Linked DNA regions of Xenopus laevis: region 1 is linked to region 2. Evidence: chromatin contacts called from public Hi-C data. All regions are on one chromosome and are shown on one strand. Each heading gives the region's core, a stretch centred on a gene start, on an enhancer-like site or on the middle of the called end of the contact. The rest is flanking DNA. Distances are from core to core; before and after follow the strand shown. Region 1 holds the start of gpa33.S (cell surface A33 antigen). Region 2 holds the start of ildr1.S (immunoglobulin-like domain-containing receptor 1).

The links. Hi-C and Micro-C count contacts between places; a contact is called where the count stands out from the background.
Region 1: a contact with region 2 is called in a Hi-C map of the XL177 cell line, with 4 times the contacts expected there. The contact joins the promoter of gpa33.S here to the promoter of ildr1.S in region 2. A contact is called at or near these places in 2 of 4 Hi-C or Micro-C datasets (the XL177 cell line and the XTC cell line).

The regions. Positions count from the first base shown.
Region 1 is chr2S:24,837,506-24,843,746 of Xenopus_laevis_v10.1, forward strand. gpa33.S (cell surface A33 antigen) reads right to left here and starts at 2,564. Exons shown (of 7, transcript XM_018248971.2): 1 at 2,353-2,564. The coding sequence starts at 2,398.
Region 2 is chr2S:24,634,474-24,640,359 of Xenopus_laevis_v10.1, forward strand. ildr1.S (immunoglobulin-like domain-containing receptor 1) reads right to left here and starts at 1,621. Exons shown (of 8, transcript XM_018248965.2): 1 at 1,225-1,621. The coding sequence starts at 1,606. LOC108709271 (a long non-coding RNA gene) reads left to right here and starts at 1,314. Exons shown (of 2, transcript XR_001934602.2): 1 at 1,314-1,450.

The sequences.
Region 1 (6,241 bases), core at 1,314-3,813, 200 kb after region 2:
CTGTTGTATATTTCTATATTTGTGTAGTTCTGCATTCTTTGCTGGTGGCATTTCACTTAGTGTAACAACTAAAATGTACGCGTGAGACACAGTCTGAAACTACGGTAAATGTTTTTCCAACTCAATTTATGCAAAAACCACAGACTTGTGTTTGTTTCCTGGAGGGTTTGACTTCATTAATTATTATTATTGGACCATCTTTTACATATTTTAAGTAGAACTAACAGCATAAACACAGGGGAGGGGTGCCAAAATGTTACCCCCATCAGGCTTTTTTACTCTATTGTACATGCACCTGCCCAGGTCTGAAGAAAAGTACAAAGATGCAGAAGAAATACAGGGAACTCTGAGTATCACTCGTGTATTATAGGAGATAATGTACCCCCTACTGTAAATGATAAGGATATTAGAAGTCACTGAGGGGTTTTGTGGCCATATAAAGGCACAAGGCTGCAGGCTGAGTTATACAGGGAACTCTGAGTATCACTCATGTATTATAGGAGATAATGTACCCCCTACTGTAAATGATAAGGATATTAGAAGTCACTGAGGGGGTTCTGTGACCTAAATAACTTGGCTTGGGGCACAGTATGGTTACAGAACTCCTGACTGCCTTACACATTCTCATTGGGGCAAGAAAATTCCTTATCCGTAGTGTCGTTTATGTATGTACAGAGGCCTGTAGAGGGGCCGGGGCAAAGTAGTAAGCAAGGCATAAATCTATCTATACAGTGCTGCCTGGCCCTTCAGCAAAACCTAACACCCCCTGATAGCCTTCAGCAAGAAACTCCTTATTCAGCATAAGGGGCCCCAGATCCTGCCCATACACCAGGGGTGCCCAAAAGGTAGATTGGGGTCTACAAGTTAGACTTTTAGCTGGTGATCAGTAGATATCAAGACACTGTCTAGTCTTTAGATCTACAGCTTGTCTAAATCACCCTTCTGTTTAATTCAGATATTTATTCTGTTAAGGTTACATAAGAAATAATTATAATAATAATAATAATAATAATATCATAATAGTATCATAATAGTATAATAATACAATTCTTAAATATAGCAATATAACATTACCCATAAATCAATATAATATTTAAGCAATACAAAATGCTAACAATGCTATTATGGATGTAGATCATAATGGGACGTCACTAAAAGAAGACCCTACACTAGTAAAATATGGGCACTCCTGACATCCCACCTATACACTATACCATACACAGCAATGGAAAAGACAAAATTGGGTGCGATTATCTGTCAGAGATTGGGGGAGATTTTGTTGCCTGGCGACTAATCGCCTCGTCTTCTGAGCGACTATCTCCCCGAAGTGCCTCAGCGTTTTTTTCCCATAGGCTACAATGAAAAGTCGTCTGCGCTAATGCACACACGGCGAATGCATCGCTGCGTGCGACTTTTCATTGTAGCCTATGGGAAAAAACGCTTAGGCACTTCGGGGAGATAGTCGCTCAGAAGATGAGGCGATTAGTCGTCATGAGGAGATTTGGGGAGATTTTGTTGCCGCGCCTGGTGCGGCGATGCGTTTTTCCATAGTCGCCCAAAGTCATCGCTGTGTGTGCATTAGCGCAGGCGACTTTTCATTATAGCCTATGGGAAAACACGCTGAGGCAGTTCGGGGAGATTGTCGCTCAGAAGACGAGGCGATTAGTCGCCGGGCAACAAAATCTCCCCGAATCTCCTCATGTGAATTAAACCTAAAGGGGTTGTTCACCTTCAAACAACTCGTTGTTTTCAGATAGATAACCAGAAATAATGACTTTTTCTAAATAACTTTCTTTTTTTTATGTGTGACCGTTTTTTCTAATATCGAAGTGTACGTTTTTTCTAATATCGAAGTGTAAAGTGTAATTTTTCACCTTCTAAAGCAGCTCTGGGAGGGGGGTCGCCGACTCCGTTAACTGTTCTAAATTGATACATCTAGTTCTGAGTTTCATTGCAGGCAGCTGTTGGAATTGATACAGTTCTTATAGGAACAAGGAAACAGGAATGAAATGAGCCCAAATTAACATCCGGCCGCAGTATCACACGGCTCAGCTCTTATCACTAGTTATACACTGATAAGGACAGATACTATTAGATTTTGAACCAATAACACACTGACCTCTGCTCTTTGCTGTGCAATAGGGTCACACATTCTATTACTAACACTGAACAACAACTCCCAGCATGCTCAGCTAGCTGTTCCTAAAGCAGTGGTGCCTAACCCGAGTGGCTGTTGTTATTGAGCCGTGTCGGAGCACAAAACAAGCAGGAACATAAAGGCACCTAAAGGAGAAACACGGACAAGGTGGGGTGCACCCTAATCACCCTTAGTGGTAGAATGATCCCACTTACCTGCCCATAGGAAATAAGGCACCAATCTGTATCCCTGTGTCCCCATCCCGGCTGCTTCACGTATGTGGGTTCCCAGGGCAGGCAATGGTGGCTCCCAGCAGAAACCAAAACTTGCAGTTCTCTCCCTCCCACACCCACTGCTGCTGTGTGAATACCTGCAGGGCTTAGCCAATGGCAGCACAGGGATTCCTGCCTATACCTATTTCACTCCGCATTTACTAAACCCCTCCTCGCTCTCTGGATTCTCTCCCTCACTGGCTGCATTTGTAAGTCGCCTCTGAGCAAATAGAAAGGGGAAGTAAGAGCACAATGCAAGAACACGGACAACACTGCTATTTAAAGTGATATACTCTGGCCAAGGCTCGGTGAAAATTAGGGCAGTCACTTAAAGGGGTTGTTCACCTTTACATTAACATGATATAGATAGTGATATTCTGAGACAATTTGCAATTAGTTTTTATTATTTGGGGTTTTTGAGTTATTTCGTTTTTTATTCAGCAGCTCTCCAGTTTGCAATTTCAGCCATCTGGTTGCTAGGGTCCAAATTGCACTGATTTGAATAAGAGACTGGAATATGAATAGGAGAGGCCTGGATAGAAAGATGAGCAATAAAAAATGGAAATGGAAATACATTTGTGGCCTTACAGAGCATTTGTTTTTTCGATGGAGTCAGTGACCCCTTATTTGAAAACTGGAAAGAGTCAGAAAAAAGGCAAATCATTTCAAAACTATAAAAAATAAATAATGAAGATGAACCAATGAACCAGTTGAAAACTTGCTTAGAATTGATCATTCTATAACATACCAAAAGTTGACTTCAAGATGAACCACCTCTTTAAGCGCAACAAAAAAAATCATAAACCTGGAAGCAATATTGTGAGTGAAGTGTTCTTTAAGGGCTCTTAGACACGGGCGGTTTTTCCGTTCAGCCGTAGGGGAGTGCAGGAAAAACCGCCCGTGTGTAAGTGCCCTTACTAAAGGAGCGCAAAGTGCAAACAATTGGTCTAGTTAGCGCTACTTTATTTTACCCAAAATGCAGCATTCCTTCTCAAACTAACTGCACCCAATGCAGGTGGGAAGATGTGATGCACTCAGTAAATTGCAGTCCAGCGGGCACAAGTTGCATGGGAAGGGGCAAAATTAGGGCAGAATATGGGCACTCACTTACCTGCTCTTCCGTTGCCTGAGATTCTTGTGATGCAACAGCAGCTATTCATCAGTGCAAGTCTGAATGTCCCAGAAAATAAATTCTTTATCTTAAAAACCTCCTACTGACTAAAGGTGGCCATACACGGAGAGATCCACTGAGGTGGGCAATATCGGGCTGATCCAATTGTGGGCCCTAAGGCCTAACGATTGGATCCTAACGAATAGTAATGGGCGGTCGGATTGCGGGACCGCATCAACGAATAGATGCGACCGCGATCCGACGGGATTTTTCATCCCATCCGATACAGATCTCGATTGGGGAAGTGGTCGGAAGCTTTTATCGGCCCGTGTATGGCCACCTTAAGATTCTGTGTTGAAAAGGTTAATATCCACTTGCACTACCACATGTGGACTCTTTCACTAGGAGCTAAATAATTTCCATTGGCTGCAACAGAACAGCGCCACCAGCTGATGCTTGAAACTGAATATTATTATTTTATTATTAGGCAGTGTCTCCTGGGAACAGCAGGAGCCCTGTTTCCTTTTAAATAAACAGCAGGTCTCCTTGCTTTCATTACTATTTAATTACCCTGGCCAATCAGAACTTGGTTTCAGGCAACAAATGCCATCAATGTTATTACAACTGTCTGGCCTGCAGCAATGAATGATGGGAGGGATCATGATGTGATACCTCTCAGATACAGGAGGGAACCCCTTGTGTATATACAGAAAGCAAATGATATATAATATATATATAAGCAAATAATAGATTATATGCCCTGATACCTTTATATACAACCCCACTTTCCCCCTCTAATCTGGGCACATAAATCCTTGGAGTGGGTGGTTTATTTCATACAATCCCTGACACCCCTCCTGCTGGTTCTGTTGCTACACCCCTGGGTACAAGCATTGGACATATGTCTCAGTTCCACACAATGGACCCTAAATCCGGCAGGGGACAATTATACACTTCCAGGTGCAGTGAGAAGCAGCAATAGATCTACCCCAAAACCTGGGTGTGACGTACCCTCCCCATCTGTCTAATAATAAACTGTGCCTCATCTCTGCCCCCGGGGCTATCAATCAATTCTGAGCAATTGAGTAGGGCCCATAGATACCCCCAGCCCCCTTTATGCCCCTAAATAGAGGATATGACATTTATACTGAAGGGTCATTATCTCTACAGAATGAAATGACCCAGCCAAGAAATTCTCTGTGATTTATGGGAAACACTCCTTCTCCCATAGAGCCCTAAATCTGCACTTGTTGTGCCCATAAGTATAATATGTTAGGCGTGGCGCCCTATACCCCATTTAGTACGAGTCTCACATGAATAATGTGTTCCATTTCCCGGTGTCAAATCGAAAACATAGAAAAAAATAAACAGAACACCAGGGCTTTGTATCCCCTTCACAGAACCCAAAGTATTGCAAAGCTTAAATAAAGCCCAGCCCGGAACCTGGTACTGGAGAGCAGAGTCTTGCACCAGGACAAGTACCTGCAGAATAGCCACAAAAATGACACAATTTGGAAAATCACCCCTGTGGCTGTTGAATGGGGGTTCAGTCTGGACTGAATGGGTCGTGCTTAGGTCTGCCCAGTTAAACCCAGACAGAGCTCCATTGGAACGATCCAAACAGGACTGTGTTCTGTCTCTGAGTTGTTTGTTTGCTTTGCAGTAGAGGTCAGGTACCCGCGGAATACCCGCAATGTGGTTGGGTTTTGGGTAGGGTTGCCACCGGCCTGCCTGGTAAAAATGGTGGTTGATCCCAATGTTATTAATAAGGATATAGATAAAAAATATAGTAAGGCCGGTATTTTTTCCCAGAAAAGGTGGCACCCCTAGTTTTGGGCAGAAATTGTGCGGGTAGTCGATGGGTAACCCATCTGGATACCCGGCTTTCTTGCAGGACTGGTCTCTCCTAACCACTCCTGAGTTTGTGGAAAGATTTCTCATCAGGGTCCCGTGAGATGCCACTTCCAATTAAAAGTGATGTCAAGTCTAGTATTTGTGGGCGCCAGGGGCTAAGCAAGCTCTTTTCTGGCTGGGTCGGGTAGTGAGTCTGGGTGGTGGGGCATAATGGGTGGCGGGTCGTCTTGTTGGACCCGTGCAGGAATCTGCAGTCTGCTCTGCGGCTTTACACAGAACTGGTATAGAGGTATCATTCCAAGCAACTTTCCAATATACATGTATCCAACAATATGTAGATTGTTATTAAAAGCAGTGTCTGTCTGTCCTTTCCTTTTCTCTTGTTCTGACTCATTAAACAAAATAGCAGTAGCAGCACAACTTCTTTTTTTGTGGATTTGTCTTCTGTATTTTTTAAAAACAGCTTGTCAGCATGTCACCAGCAATACCATCTGCTGGCTGCTCCCGGTATTGCAGCCAAATATCTTCTCTCTTTGCCCAGTCCCTGGATAATTCCTGCGCTAGGGGGGGTTTAATGGGAGGGATATGATGATTGGCCACTTGTAATCTCCCATAAACCTGCCTTTTATACTGCAGGTTGATCCCATTGTGGCCTCTCAAGTGCATAGAATATTATATACGCCCATTAGCAAATGGCTAATCCCATAGCATTAGGGGGATAATGATTCTTATTTCATGTTCCCATTTAGAGTGAGAAAGAATTGTGTTTAAACAAATCCAGGACTGGATCATTATCTGCCCAATGACTGGAGTTTTGGTTTCAGGCATAGTGGGGAGTCACATTCTACTTGGTGGCAGGGCCCTCTG
Region 2 (5,886 bases), core at 371-2,870:
CATGTCATGGTAAAGACAAGGGCATGATGTGGGCACCCCCTTATTTGCCCATAATTCATCTGCAGCCATACAAAATTTGTATAACGCAGCCCCTAGCAACACGGTGCCCCCAAGCCAATGATAGAGGCCAGAGCTCTGGCATTTTACTGCAGAAAGTTCCCTCTGAGCTTAAACTGATATCGACATACATTTGCTCTGTGGTGCCAACCCGTGCTGAGCCGTGCCCACCTAAATATCCCTGCTATGCAGCTGCTCTCTAACAGCAGATGCCCAGTTATGCGACATGGCAGCACTGTCAGTGCCAAATGTCAGTTCCTCTCAGTCCAGCAATGCATTAACCTTACAGGAATCAGAATTGCAGAGCTCAAAGGAACCTTTGCCCATTGCAGCAGGGCAGGTGAATTCATGGAGAACCCCCAATAATCTGCTCAAGTTTCTGCAGTAAACACAATTCCCATCATCTCTTGCTGATTCTTCTCTGTACTTGGTGCCACCGGGCCTGTGTGTCCGAATGGTTGGCAGTGGCCCACGCCTATGTGCCCAGCTACTTTCATCAGTACTTTACTATAAATAATAGGGTGGCCCTTATGTCTCAGCTGAAGGGCCCCTGTTATAAACTTAGATGTACCCCAAGCATTTGGAGCAGGGCTCACATCCCAGTGAGTTTCTACAGGGGCCACCTGGAGCTGAGTGTGGTACTTGGGGGTCCTACACATACAGTAAATAGCGGGGCATGGGTTCAGCGCCACAACTCCCAGCATGCACAGCGTGTGGTTACTGGTTTAGATCGCAACACACACTTTATTGGCCAGTGGACACAAAGACCTAGGAGACTCCAGTTGGGGTTACAAACTCCCATTTTGGGGGGCTAAGGAGGAAGCAGATAAGAGAGGGGTGACAGTGGGGGGGAGGGGCATGTGAAAGGGATGAGAGGGGGATGTGGGTAAAGACAATCAAGTCAGGGGCAGGTGTGACCCAAATACACAGAGCAGAACCTTTCACTCTGACTCTCTGAGGCTTCACTCATTGCAAAGGCTTCAGGGATTTGTAGTGAAACATATACAGAGTAAGTGCAGGGGCTCTGGTTCCTCCCTGTGGATGAGCAGGAAGCACCTGTACAGGTGAGACTGCGCATGCGCGCCGCTTCCAGCCCTCTAACCCCCGCCCCCCATATTAGTGTTGTCCACTCAATGTGTCCCCCCCAACTCATTCGCGCTCACTCACCCGAGACCATCCAGGCCGAGAGCAGCAGCAGTGCCCGGGGGATCATGGTACCAGGGCCGGGCAGGTGCGCTCTCTCCCCTAGGACTCCGCTCTTCCTTCTCCTCCTGCCGGTGCCTGGGACTCCGCTCCGACCCTCCTGACCCCGGTGCCAAGTGCAGCAAATCCCCAGTGAAACTCCGGGCACCTTCCCGAAACTTCCTCCCCTCCCCCTGTAGGAGCCGCACTGGTGAGACTGGTTCCCTCTCCTCCTCCCTGTTACTGACCCGTCACTCCCTCCCCTGCCGCCTCCTCCCTCCCCTTCTCCTCCTGTTCTCACTGCACTACAACTCCCAGCATCCCCTGCGCCTACAACCCCATGAATTTGCAACCTGCTGCCCTCCATCTCTCAATGCACTACAACTCCCAGCACCCCTGGCATGAGCCTACCAAACTAGGAATGTGCAACCTGCTGCCCTCCATCTCTCACTGCACTACAACTCCCAGCACCCCCTGAGCCTACAACACCAGGAATATGCAACCTGCTGCCCTCCATCTCCCATTGCACTACAACTCCCAGCACCCCCTGGGCTGCACTAAAACTGTGATATGGCACTTGCTGATCTCCAGTTGTGGTAGGACTGCAATGTCCAGTTTTAACTCCCAGATATTTAGGTGTGAAATATTGATTAGCCTTGGAGCCTATACCTGGGAGGGGCCCCATAATTTATAATCCAGTCTGCAGTTATCCCTGCTCCTCTGCACACTACAACTCCCAGCACCCTACCCAGTGACTGCAGCACATCACTTCACTTACAGAAAGAGGAATCTGTAGGCCGCACAGGAGTTTCTTCACTTTGCCACTGCATTCAGCTGCTGCTTTGTGGGTGATCACCCCTTAATTTCCACCCCAGGCACAATAGAGCAGTTACTATATTGCTATGTCCCCTGCCTGTTTCCCTGTCCATGTAACTACTACTTCCCGGGCAGAGTAAAATTGGGCAGGCCATCATGTTGCCCCTGGATTTGGCAGTTGGCTGGGGGTTCAGTGCAATGTAGGTTGGCCAGTGGTAATGCACTTTAATCGCAGCAGGTTCTGTGTAAAGTCCACTGGGAAGATTTGCCCCTAGGCGGTAACCCATAGCAACCAATCACATTCTTGCTTTCATTATTCTAATTGTTCACTGGCTGATAAACAGCTAATTAGGTTTGTCTGGGCAGTGGTAATCAAGAGTGTTTCAGTGGCCAGTTAATCTATAGGTTGAGGTTTCTGTATTCACCACTTGCTAATGGATTATGGGAAGCGACTGCAGATGGAGATAAATGACAGTTGCAAACAGAGTTGCCGCTTGGCAGGTAAAAATTACACTTCCCAATGTGATAAATAGGAAAGAAAGTTTTTTTTCCTTTTTAAAGTGCCGTCTTCGGTTCATCAATTGGCACTGTATTCACCACTGCACCGTTGGGTCCTAGTGTACTTAGGGTTGCCACACGGCCGGTATTACAAATTTACCGGCAATGTAGCTGCCGGTAAATTTGTAATACGATCAAAAGGAGCCCTCGGCCTGCCCCCAATCCCCTGCAACTTACCTTTTTTTTTTTTTTTTGCCTCTTCTAGTGTCCCCGGGCCCCGCCCCTTTTGACATCACGCCCTGCCCCTTTTGAGGCCCCGCCCCCAGCAGCCGGTAAAACAATTTATAAAAGGTGGCAACCCTAAGTGTACTACAGCACGTGCCGTCTGCGATGAACTGAACCTTTCAGGGCCCGAAATGTCGCCATTTTTGCAGATGTATATAGGCCAGTGCTGTCCAACTTATATGGTACAGAGGGCTGGAATTTTTCTAATCTACATGGTGGAGGGATGATAAAGGAAGCCAGTGTTAGCCACTCCCTGTTTTTAGACCACACCCACTTTAAACCACACCCATTACCGCAAGACCATGCCCACATTAATAGCACACCAAAAAAACCAGATGGTTAGTGCTCACTACAGAGATCAGGGCCGGAACTAGGGGTAGGCTGAGTAGGCGGCTCTCTAGGACGCCATCATTGAGGGGCACTTTTAATGGTGGTTTTTTTCTTCATTTTTTCAAGAGTTTATTTAATAGTTTGTTTCCGTAATCATGGTCACTCAGTCGGGTAGAATCTCCCTCCTTCACCTTCTCCCTCTTGCCAGCAAGTAATAGTAATAATGGGTGTCAGAGAGAGGTAGAGAGCTGGCGGCCTGCTTGGTGTGGCTCACGCTTGCTTCTCTCTCACTGAACTGAAGACTTTCTTTCTATTACTGTGAAAGTGTGAAGCTTCCTGCTGGCACAGTCAGGTACAGATTTGGGCCGGGGGCCATATGTTTGCTGTTGCTGCTGGGCTGGGCGCTGGCACAGGTACATAAATACTTGGGGGCAATATGATGTGATCAGATTTATTTTTGGCTGCTGCTGGCACAGGTAAAGATTGGGGGCAGAATGATCGATGGCTGCTGAGCTTGCTGGTACAGGTATGGGGGAGCTATATTATGGATGGCTGCTGGGCTTGCTGGTACAGGGGGCAGTAATATAAATGAAAAAGTGTACACTTTCTTGCTCTCGTTATTTAAAAACCATCATGGTAAGGAGGGAAATGGTAATGCAGGACAGGGCGGCGCTGATTGAAGCTCTTGCCTAGGGTGCCAAACTACCTTGGCCTGGCACTGGCAGGGATGTCACTCATAAAAAAAGTTGTCCTATTAAGACATACCCTTAAATCCATATGCCTCCTCCTCCCCTGTGTATAATACAGTACCCCAGCATATGATTAAACACCTTAGGGGCCACTAACAATAATTATCAAATGCTAACAAACCCCCCAGAATAAATACCAGTCTTATGTTTCATAGGGATCACAGGTCAGGCAGAGTATGACACACACAGGGAGCATAGGGAAGGCAGAACCAGTCTAATATGTACAACATACAGTGACACAGTGCTGGTGCCCCATTAGCATTTTGTATAAAGTGTGAACAATGTGGGCAGTTTCAGTCTGGGTCTCGGGTAGAATAGTACAGGTCTTTAGGATATAAACAATAGAGGTGTCACAAGTGTGAACAATACACGAACATGAATTTGAGGTTTAAGCAATGCAGGGGGCCAGTTAATCTGTGTAGTGATACCTTTTAAAGTTTACATATGGTAAGCAGGCAGACTTTGATGTGGAGGGCCACATAAAGGGGGGGTCATTGGCTGCCGGTTGGACAGCCCTGGTGTAGGGCAATCATTTGGGGGTAGGTTGAGCTCTCCACTATAGTGTAGAGCATCTGTACCTTGGCCCATGTGCATGCCCTGCTCATTTAACCCAAAATCCCCTAGTTTAACCTGTTTCCCTCCATGATTGTTGCCTGAGCCTGTTGTGTTCCAACCACTGCCCGCTCTTGCCCTCTGCACTTCTTCTAATCTAAATGAATCCCTTGTACTTGCTCTAATGATCTACCTGTTTATAAAGCGCCCAAGGCATATTATTGCCACTTATATATCAATATATAGTACAGTGAGAGGCAAGGAAATAAATGAAGGACTGAAGAGCACAAGGTGATGCTGCATTGTGTTACTCAGGGGACAACAATGGAAAAGTGTTTTTTCTTGAAATTCTACTTTTGATTAGAAACCTATATTAAAATATAACATAAAATCCGGCTTTTATTTCCATCTCACTAATCTGCGCACTTTGCCTGTAATAAAGTGCAATTGGTCAAATTTGTGAATAGTTCCTGGTGCTGGCATACGCAAGCCAAGGGCTGAGATATTTGGGTTATTATATATATATATATATATATATATATATATATTTTATGTGTGACGGGGCCCTCTATTCAGCACTAACACTTATTTACAATCCTAGCGCCCAACCACCTTGTGTTTAATTAAGGGTTGTCTTTAGGAAATGGAGAGATGAAAGGGATTGTGTCAGCGCTTAGTTTCCCTGTGGCACAAAGTACAGTTAGAGAATCATTATTTCATTTTCTCTGACAGAATAAGGGAATTGACTTTCATACAACTTTTATTTTAGGAATAAATGCACTTACCCTTTACCAACCCCTCCACTTAATACTCCCCATGGGAGTTTTAATGTTCCCCCATGGTGCTTGGTCAGCGCACACCTCTCACCTCTTTATCCAGCAGGGTTGCCAGGTCTAATTTCAAAAACCAGCCAAAGTGGACAACTAAACCAGCCCAAAGCTAGCCGAGAGGCACTTCAAAAATAGCACAATATGCGCAGTGAAAAATAGTCTAAAAAATAAATGGATATATGTGTAAATATGCTTTTTTAAAAGTTTCACTGTTTGGCAAATTTTTCCTTGAAGCAAAATGGGACAGAATCACCTGTCACCAGAGGCATCATTATAGAGGAGGGCCTGGGAGGTATAAGGGTCCCATAAGGCCCTAATATATATACTCGTTCAATAAATATTTGTAAAACAGGTCAACCTCTAGACATTTTGATGGCCAGCAGATTTTTGCCCCAAAATTGTCTGAAATTGAGGAACGTAACCAGAAAACACGAGAACAGAGCCCAAAATCTGGCAGCTCCCGACTTCTACACAAGTCAGTCCCATTGCATGCTGGGTATTGTCATCTTACATTAAACTTGCCAGTTGCAAATTGTTAAAAAAAAAACGACATTACCCAAAATGCATTGGGAGATTCAGGCTCTGCC